2 separate regions of the Sus scrofa genome follow, and region 2 is linked to region 1. The links are chromatin contacts, called in public HiChIP or PLAC-seq maps. All regions are on one chromosome and are shown on one strand. The core of a region is the stretch at or near the end of the contact, and the rest is flanking DNA. Distances in the headings are between cores, read along the strand shown. Region 1 holds the start of GCDH (glutaryl-CoA dehydrogenase, mitochondrial). Region 2 holds the start of WDR83 (WD repeat domain-containing protein 83).

Evidence for each region. HiChIP or PLAC-seq counts read pairs in DNA pulled down with a chosen protein or histone mark.
Region 2: an H3K27ac HiChIP or PLAC-seq map of alveolar macrophages shows a contact between it and region 1. The contact joins the promoter of WDR83 here to the promoter of GCDH in region 1. A contact is called at or near these places in 1 of 5 promoter capture datasets (liver) and 1 of 2 datasets of contacts at active chromatin or transcription factors (alveolar macrophages).

Annotation. Positions count from the first base shown.
Region 1 is chr2:66,136,892-66,141,082 of Sscrofa11.1, reverse strand. GCDH (glutaryl-CoA dehydrogenase, mitochondrial) reads left to right here and starts at 2,120. Exons shown (of 10, transcript XM_021083716.1): 1 at 2,120-2,449; 2 at 2,881-3,024; 3 at 3,202-3,264; 4 at 3,530-3,700. The coding sequence starts at 2,359.
Region 2 is chr2:66,310,798-66,314,988 of Sscrofa11.1, reverse strand. WDR83 (WD repeat domain-containing protein 83) reads left to right here and starts at 2,150. Exons shown (of 9, transcript XM_003123321.6): 1 at 2,150-2,505; 2 at 2,588-2,708; 3 at 2,791-2,896; 4 at 3,141-3,189; 5 at 3,272-3,398. The coding sequence starts at 2,403. It overlaps WDR83OS (WD repeat domain 83 opposite strand), which reads right to left and starts at 2,069. Exons shown (of 4, transcript NM_001001645.1): 1 at 1,990-2,069. The coding sequence starts at 2,039. It overlaps LOC100736972 (a long non-coding RNA gene), which reads left to right. Exons shown (of 6, transcript XR_002341622.1): 6 at 1-549.

The DNA of each region.
Region 1 (4,191 bases), core at 871-3,370:
GACTCAGCTTGGATCTGGCATTGCTGTGGCTCTGGTGTAGGCTGGCAGCTGTAGCTTCCATTAGATGCCTAGTCTGGGAACCTCCATATGCTGCGGGTGTGGCCCTAAAAAGACAAAAAAAAAAAAAAAAAAAAAAAAAAGAAAGAAAGAAAAGAAAAGAAAGAAAAGAAATTAGAGTGGTTTCCTGGACAGGAAAGCAGAGTTCCTCTTGGGGAGATAGCTCCTTGATTTGGGACAAGCTCTCAGGTGTGTTGGCTCTGAAGGGTGAAGAAAGAGGATGAGGGTCTAGAGAGAGGGGCAGGGCATCTGGTCAGGAGGTAAGGCCTCTGGGAGTGTGTAGCCAGTATAGATGAGGAACTTCCCTGGGTGTTAAGGCCTGAACCTCAATTTCAGTTCCTTGGTGTCTACGCCGTCATCACCCTCTACACTCTCTGTGCATCAGAGTATGCCAACACCCACAACAGCTCCAGGGCAGGGAGACTTGAGGAAAGGAAGGGATGAATGGAGGGAGGATATTGACTTCAGGTAGAGGGAGGTGTACAGAAGAATAAGAGCTAAGCAGAATCCCAGACATTTCAGGAGTTTCTGGCGTGACTCAGTGGAAACGAATCTGACTAGTATCCATGAGGACACAGGTTCCATCCCTGGCTTCGCTCAGTGTGTTAAGGATCTGGCGTTGCCGTGAGCTGTGGTGTAGGTTACAGATGCAGCTCATATCCTGCATTGCTGTGACTGTGGCTGTGTTGTAGGACAGCAGCTACAGCTCTGATTCAAACCCTAGCCTGGGAACCTCCATATGACATGGGTGCAGTCCTAAAAAGAAAATCCCAGACATTTCAGGGTGGTGATGGAGTCCCTTTTGAGTGAGGAGAAGGGTTAAAACCATTTTATTTGGATATTAATGGCAAGAAGGGCCCAGAAAGTGGGAGAGTCTAGATACACCCATGCCCCAGGAATTTTCAAGTTAGTGATCACATTCAGACACAATCTCATGGTTACTCCCATAATAGGCAGAGTACTTTATAACACACACAACTACCCAGATGGGAAGAAGTGTTCCTGGGTGGTCAGGGAGGGGCCTATCCTGAAAGCAGGAGGCCTAGATCCCAGTCCTGGTCTCTGCCCTGCACCTGACCCACTGTGACCTTGAGCAAGACCATTCTGCCTTCTGGGTCTGATTTTCCCAACTGGGAAATGGACAGGTCGTGGTAGATGTGTGACTTTCACATATAGTCAAGCATGATGCATCCAGATTCAAAAGCACATCACAGAAATGCTCATAAAAGCAGTCTAGGTGGGCATAGTTAACTCATTCAGGCATATACTCATGTCACACTCAAGCTCACAATCACATAATTGCACATAGACCAAATCACACTGATACATATAAGTATACACAATGGCACCAACATACACACAAAAATATTGCAAAAATCAAGTCGTATTCTCACAAAGAAAACAGGCACACCTAGAGAGAAGACCATCTAAACACAGTTACGCACTCAGTACCACACAGACATACCATCACATAGAATAACATTGCACAAGTTTCCACTTAGACAAGAAAACACATTCAGTCACACATATGTAGCCACAGTTACAAAGGCACACAACCACCCATAGTCAACAGCCCCACAGCATATCAGGCACATTCAGTCCCACTCACGTACAAGTACACAGTCACTCAGGCTCAATCAACCGCACAGAGTCGCATAGCACCGAGAATCACAAGAAGTCACATACAACCACTTGTGGCTGCACGTGCTTGGGACAGACTGGCAGACAGCTTGGGCTGAGATTGCCCACCGGAGTCCAACTCCTCTTCCCACACACAACACTAGGAAACCGCGAGGTCTAGTCTCCAGGGTTCCAGGACTCATTTTTCTTGTGCTTTGTTTTCCACGTTTAATTTCAGAATCCCTCTGCACACGCCTCTATAACTGACCAACCAAGAATGGACCAAGCCCCCTCCTAGGGCCAATCAGTGCAGAAATACAGCGGGCCAATCCGATTGGCTTACTCGCCTTCCGCCCTTTCTCAGTTCCGCTCCTTAAAGAAGACCAAGGTGCCTCCGCTAGGGCGCACCCGCTTCCACTGCAAGGCTGCCATTGCCCTTTTAAAAGGCAGAGCTGTGAAAGAGTAGAGTCCTAGGACGAACCAATGGCAAGCCCCATTCGGCCTCTGCCCAGCCTACCCCGGCCTTAGGTCTAAAGCCTTGCTGCGTTGCATTGTGGCTTGTCGTGAGCCGGGAGGCCTCAGCGCAGAGTTGGCGAGGGGGCAAGGGGTGCAAAGGGCCGGGGCAGCAGGTGGGAGCCTCTCAGACGCCTCCACTCCTTCAGTAGGCCGCTCGCTACCCCCATGTTCCTGAGAAGCGTCTACGCACGGCTACTGAGCCGCGGACCTTGCCTTCGAGTCCTTCGCTCATGGGGCTCGGCAGCGGCGCAAACCGGTCAGTGCTGGACGGGGGATGGGATGGAGAGGGAGAAACTTGATTCTCGGGGGCTTTCCTGGGGTGATTTTCCTGTCCTGTGTTTGCAGGGAAAGGCGGAAAGACCCAGGGCAGATCGGCCAAGTGTAAGGACCCCTTGTCGCGCTGTGCTTCTGCAGCCCTTGTCCAACTAACTGTCTGTCTGTCCCGGATGGGCTCTGTTCCAGAATCCGTGGACTTGCTGGGCGGGGAGGCAGGGCCGTGGCCAGGGCCAGAGGCGCTGAGGCAGTGAGTTTCCCTGAGAACGGCCACTTTTTCAGTCCTGTTTGCTGTCCACATTTGTTGGTAGCGAGATGGGGTGGAGGAGTGGAGCTGATGATTCTGAGGGAGGGGAGGGTGTGGTGGTCGGGTGGGCTGGGCTTAGAGTCCCACCCCCTCTAACCCTGCCCCAGCCTCACGGCCTGAGTTTGACTGGAGGGACCCACTAGTGCTGGAAGAGCAGCTCACAGCAGATGAGATCCTCATCCGGGACACCTTCCGCACCTACTGCCAGGAGCACCTCATGCCCCGCATCGTGCTGGCCAATCGCAACGAAGGTGAGCGGGCAGGCGGGTGAGCACCCTGGAGATCCCCCTGCCACAGGAATCCCACCCTCCACCATAGACACAAGCTCTGCCTGCTCTAGCTGGGCCTTTGGGGACCTTTGGCCCTGGGGCGGTGGGATTCAGTGGGCCCAGCCTGGGCCTGAAGTTGGGCATCTTGTCCCTTTGCAGTTTTTCACCGGGAGATCATCTCAGAGATGGGGGAGCTTGGTGTGCTGGGCCCCACCATCAAAGGTATGGACAGATTTCTCTCCACACTCTGCAGCCCTTCATGTGCCCTGGAAAGTTCCTTCCTTTCCTTGAGCCTGGCTTCCCAGTCTGTAAAGAGATGCTGCTATCCCTCTGTCTGAAAATGACTATGGGGATGAAATGAAGCCAGCTAGGGCCCTCCCTTTGGGTACCTCTATGTAGCTCTGTCTCTCGGGCCCCAGGACTCACTGGTCTTAGCTGGGTAGGGCTTTGTTACCCATTGCCCTATTTTCCCCCCCACCCCCACCAGGGTATGGCTGTGCTGGAGTGTCATCTGTGGCCTATGGACTCCTGGCCCGAGAGTTAGAGCGGGTGGACAGCGGCTACAGGTCAGCAATGAGTGTCCAGTCCTCCCTGGTCATGCACCCTATCTATGCCTACGGCAGCGAAGAGCAGCAGCAGAAATACCTGCCCCGGCTGGGTAAGCAGCTGCCTATGGAACCTAGTGGATGGTCTGAAGCTCAGGGGTGGGGCTATTACCCAAGCCTGCCTTCTGGTCTCACCCCAAGGATATATCACCAATGGCCATCTGAATCCCCTGCCAAACTCTGGGCCTCACTCTCATCTGATTCTCTTAGGTTGCTCTAGACTCTTCCTCTCACCGCCATCATATCCCCACGATTTGCTTTCTGTGTGCCCCATATCCAGCCCAAAGTTTAAAGTTTTAACTTTTTGACTGGGTGCATGAGACCCAGCATGAGCAGGCCTCTCCTGACCTGTCTGTCTCATCTCTGGCCACTCTCTTGACTGCTCCTTCTCAGCCAGACTCAGTGCTTGGAATTCTCAGTTGTATCACTGGGCCTTTGCACATCCTGGTCCCTCTGCCAGGATGGCTTTTCTCCACACCTCTTCCTGCTTCACTCTTTTTGCTGCCCTTCAAGGCAATTTAGCCAACCCCTTCCTGACTCCTGT
Region 2 (4,191 bases), core at 901-3,400, 170 kb before region 1:
TCCATATGCCGTGGGAGCGGCCCTAGAAAAGGCAAAAAGAAAAAAAAAGAACCTAGAGTCTCTGGCCAAAGTTGTTCTTTATAATAGGATAGCCCTTATCTTTTTTTTTTTTTTTTTTTCCATTTTTGGCCACCCTGCAGCATATATGGAGTTCCCGGGCAGGGATCAGATCCGAGCTGCAGTCATGACCTAAGCTGCAACTGTAGCAATACTAGATCCTTAACCCACTGTGCAGGGCCAGAGATGGAACCTGTGACCCAGCACTCCCAAGATGCAGCCGATCCTGTTGTGCCATAGCAGGAACTCCAACCTTGGTTATCTTTTAGCTGAGCAAGGAGTGTCTGTGCTGTGACCAACACCACCTGCTGCGCCTGGATTAACTCTTCTGGGGAAGTTGAAACTCAGTTTCATAATAACCCATATGAGCAAAAAGTTTTTTAAAAAAATTGCTATAAGTATGTGTATAACTGATTACTTTGCTACACACCTGAAACTAACACAGCATTGTAAGTCAACTATACTCCAATGAAATAAACAATTTTCAAAAAAGAAGAAAAGAACCTCAATTATGTAAAAGCACTGAGCAAGCCAGTTTGCTTAAGTTGACTCCTAGCAAAAAAAAAAAAAAAAAAAAAAAAAAAAGGGCGGGGGGAGTTCCTGTTGTGGCTCAGTGGAACAAACAGGACTAGTATCCATAAGGATGCGGATTCAATCCCTGGCCTGGCTCAGTGGGTTAAGGATCTGTGGGTTAAGGATCTGGCGTTGCTGTGGCTGTGGTGCAGGCCAGCAGCTGCAGCTCTGATTTGACTCCTAGCCTGGGAATTTCCATATGCTAGAGGTGTGGCCCTAAAAAGCCAAAAAAAAAAAAAAAAAAAAAAAAAAAAAGTGACTCCTTCAATGGGATACTCTTTGATATATTTTAATTTTGACTGGTTTGAGTGCTGAGGACCACAGCTCCAAAGCGCACTCCAAACACTGCAAATTATCCTGTTTATTTTAATCATAATAATCTCCCTGGTGCACCATATTCTCTCAAGAGCTTTAAATGTATATTCACAGCCGCTAACCACCAAGCAGAATATCTCCCTAAAACATCAGAAAAGGAACAAGAGAATGACCAACTTAAAGATGGTGAACCTGAAGCCAGTCAGGACCTGTGAATATCACAGAGGTTAAGCAAAAATATAAAAACCTATGAACACCATGCAAAGGAACAACAAAAACTACAATAACCTCAAACACAGCAGTGGGTAATGGCTCTCACACCTGAAGTGTTTTTTTATTTGTTGGTTTGGTTGGGCCACCCTCGCCCCCATGTGGAAGTTTCTGGGCCAGAGATCAAACAGGCGCCACAGCAACAACCCTAGCTGCTGCAGAGACAAATCCTTAACCCACTGAGCCACAAGGGAACTCCTCAAGCCTTTTTTTTAAATTTTATTTCTTTTTTTTTTTATCTTTCCAAGCCTTAAGTTTTGATTACACCTCTCAGTCAAGCTGAGAGTCCAATCAAAAGAGGGGCACTGTTTAAAAAAAAAAAACCACAGGCCCAAAACGGAGTCACTTGGACTAGGGCCAAGCCACCAAAGCAGGGCCTAATACCTAACTTAATTGAAGCTTCAACCTCCTCCAAAAAAATGTAGTTTTAAGAGTTCACTCAGTATTTTTCTGATCAGCACCAAACGCATTAGTCTGTTACAGAGTGCCTCTCCCGTCTCCATCCCCCAAAAAGAAGACGAGGTAACCATCACCTAATAAGACCCTTTTTTCCCCAAAAAGGAAGTGACTTAATCTAAAATAATCCTTTTTTCTTATGACTTCCTTGCCCTGCCTTCAAAAAACTTTCCATTTCCGTAGCCCTTAAGAGCCCCTTCCCCCCCTTGCTAGATGGGATACTGCCCAATCCATGAATCGTTTGATAAAGCCAATTAGAAACTTAAAATTTACAGCTGTTTTTCGTTTTTTTAACACCATGACAACTAGGATCCTCACCTCAGCACTTTGTTAGGCCTCCGTGGGTCCGACATACTGTTAGCGGACATAGCGAGTCAGAAGTCGCGCCTCTTCCGCTGCGGGTGTCGCAGCTTCTGGCAGCTTCCGATGTGGAAACGGAGGAAGGCTTTTGGAGTAACGCCCTCAGCCCTCGTGCTTCCGTTCCTAACGGCGGGGGCCGGAACTCTCCCAGCTAGGGGAAAGAATTGGAAGCCAAAAGTATTCCTAGAAAACAGGAAATGGGAAAAGAAAGTGAAAACTGGAAACAGGCTTCAGTATTCCCAATATTATCTCCAAAAAGCTGAAACTATTGAATCCGGAAGTGATAAATAGGAAGTAGACCATAGAGGACAATAATAAGGTTACACCCAGAGCAAGGAAAGCTTCGGTGGCGAGGAAGGGAGCCGAGTGCGATGGCTTTCCCTGAGCCAAAGCCACGTGGCCCGGAGCTGCCACAGAAACGGTTGAAGACATTGGACTGCGGGCAGGGGGCTGTGCGAGCCGTGCGATTTAATGGTGAGCGCCCTTATCTCATTCCGGGTCCTCCTCCCTCCTCCTGAGATCGGAGACCCAGTAACCCCTGCCTGGTGTTCCCCAGTGGATGGCAATTACTGTCTGACTTGCGGCAGTGACAAGACCCTGAAACTGTGGAACCCGCTGCGGGGGACGCTACTGCGGACATACAGCGGCCACGGCTATGAGGTGCTGGACGCGGCCGGGTGAGCTGAGGGCCAGGCCAGAATATGGGCGCTGAGGCTGTGATCAGAGGTCGACGTTAACCTTCCCTCCTCTGCCCTCTAGCTCCTTTGACAACAGCAGTCTCTGTTCTGGCGGCGGGGACAAGGCCGTGGTGCTGTGGGATGTGGCATCAGGGCAGGTCGTGCGAAAATTTCGGGGCCATGCTGGGGTGAGTGCAAGCAAGAAGGTGGCCTAATTGGAGAGGATGGTCATTTGCATGAAGGTGGTGACAGGGACCACCATTTGCTCAGTTACAGCACAAGGATCCTCCCCTTCCCCAAGGGTCGTCTTACCAAGCCCTGTCCTTGTAGTTCCCCACAAACCTTTCACCTCCCCTACCCCTAGCTTTTTCCCTTGCCTTTATCCCCATCCTCCAAAGTCCAGCTTCTCTAAATAGCAGTTCCATTTCACAGAAGGTGAACACAGTGCAGTTTAATGAAGAGGCCACAGTTATCCTGTCTGGTGAGTGCGGGGCCTAGGCAGGTGGGCCCAGGGTGCTGCTTCTGTCCCCCAAACCTGATCCACCTTCATGCTGACCACACAGGCTCTATCGATTCCAGTGTGCGCTGCTGGGACTGCCGCTCTCGGAAACCTGAGCCAGTACAGACGCTGGATGAAGCCAGGGATGGCATATCCAGTGTGAAGGTGTCGGACCATGAAGTCCTGGCAGGGTGAGTGGGGCCAGGACCTTGCCCCTCCCCAGGTGCCAGGAGGGATCGTAGCTGCTTCTGTCCGAAAATTAAAATCTGCTCTCCTCGCTTTGCTTACAAGGCCCTCTATGGTCTAGTCCCTGTTGTACTCTGAGCTTTTATTCATTCCTGGCCTCATTTCTGTTAAATATGCCACACATGCTCCCACCCCAGGACCTCCTTTTGCAATTGCTCTTCCCTCTGCCTGGACCGCCCCTCTGCTACTCATTCAGAGTATATCTGAACACCTCCTGCAGGTCACTTTTTTAGTCAGTGAGCATACAGCAATGAACAAGATAGGGAAATAAGGAAAAACACCTGCCCACATAAAGTCGACATTCTAGCTACAGGAGGCAAACAACTGAAAAAAAAAAAAAAAAAAACCACGCAGAGCTGCCTAAGCATTGCCACAGCCTGAGTGTCATTTCACACCTTGAGTGGTGGGGGAGCATTTGGACTGCACAGCCTGTGGGCTGGCCCACTTCCCACACATCTCCACTTGGACTGCAAACGGTTGGCTCCTTCTCATCCCCAAGTCCCAATTCAGATGCTACCTCCTCAGGGCGGGGATTACCCTCAGTCATCAAGGCTCTATGTTGGCAGCAAGTGCCTCTGGCTTGGCAGCACCTGTGTCCCCAAGCCCCCACATGGGGTCTGGCCCTGAGAGGGAGCTTGGTACAAATCCAAAACAGATGGAACGGGACCTGGTTGGCCCCTAGGTCCGAGTCTCAAAGCCAGTGCCTCAGGGAGCTCCCGCTGTGACACAATGGGATTG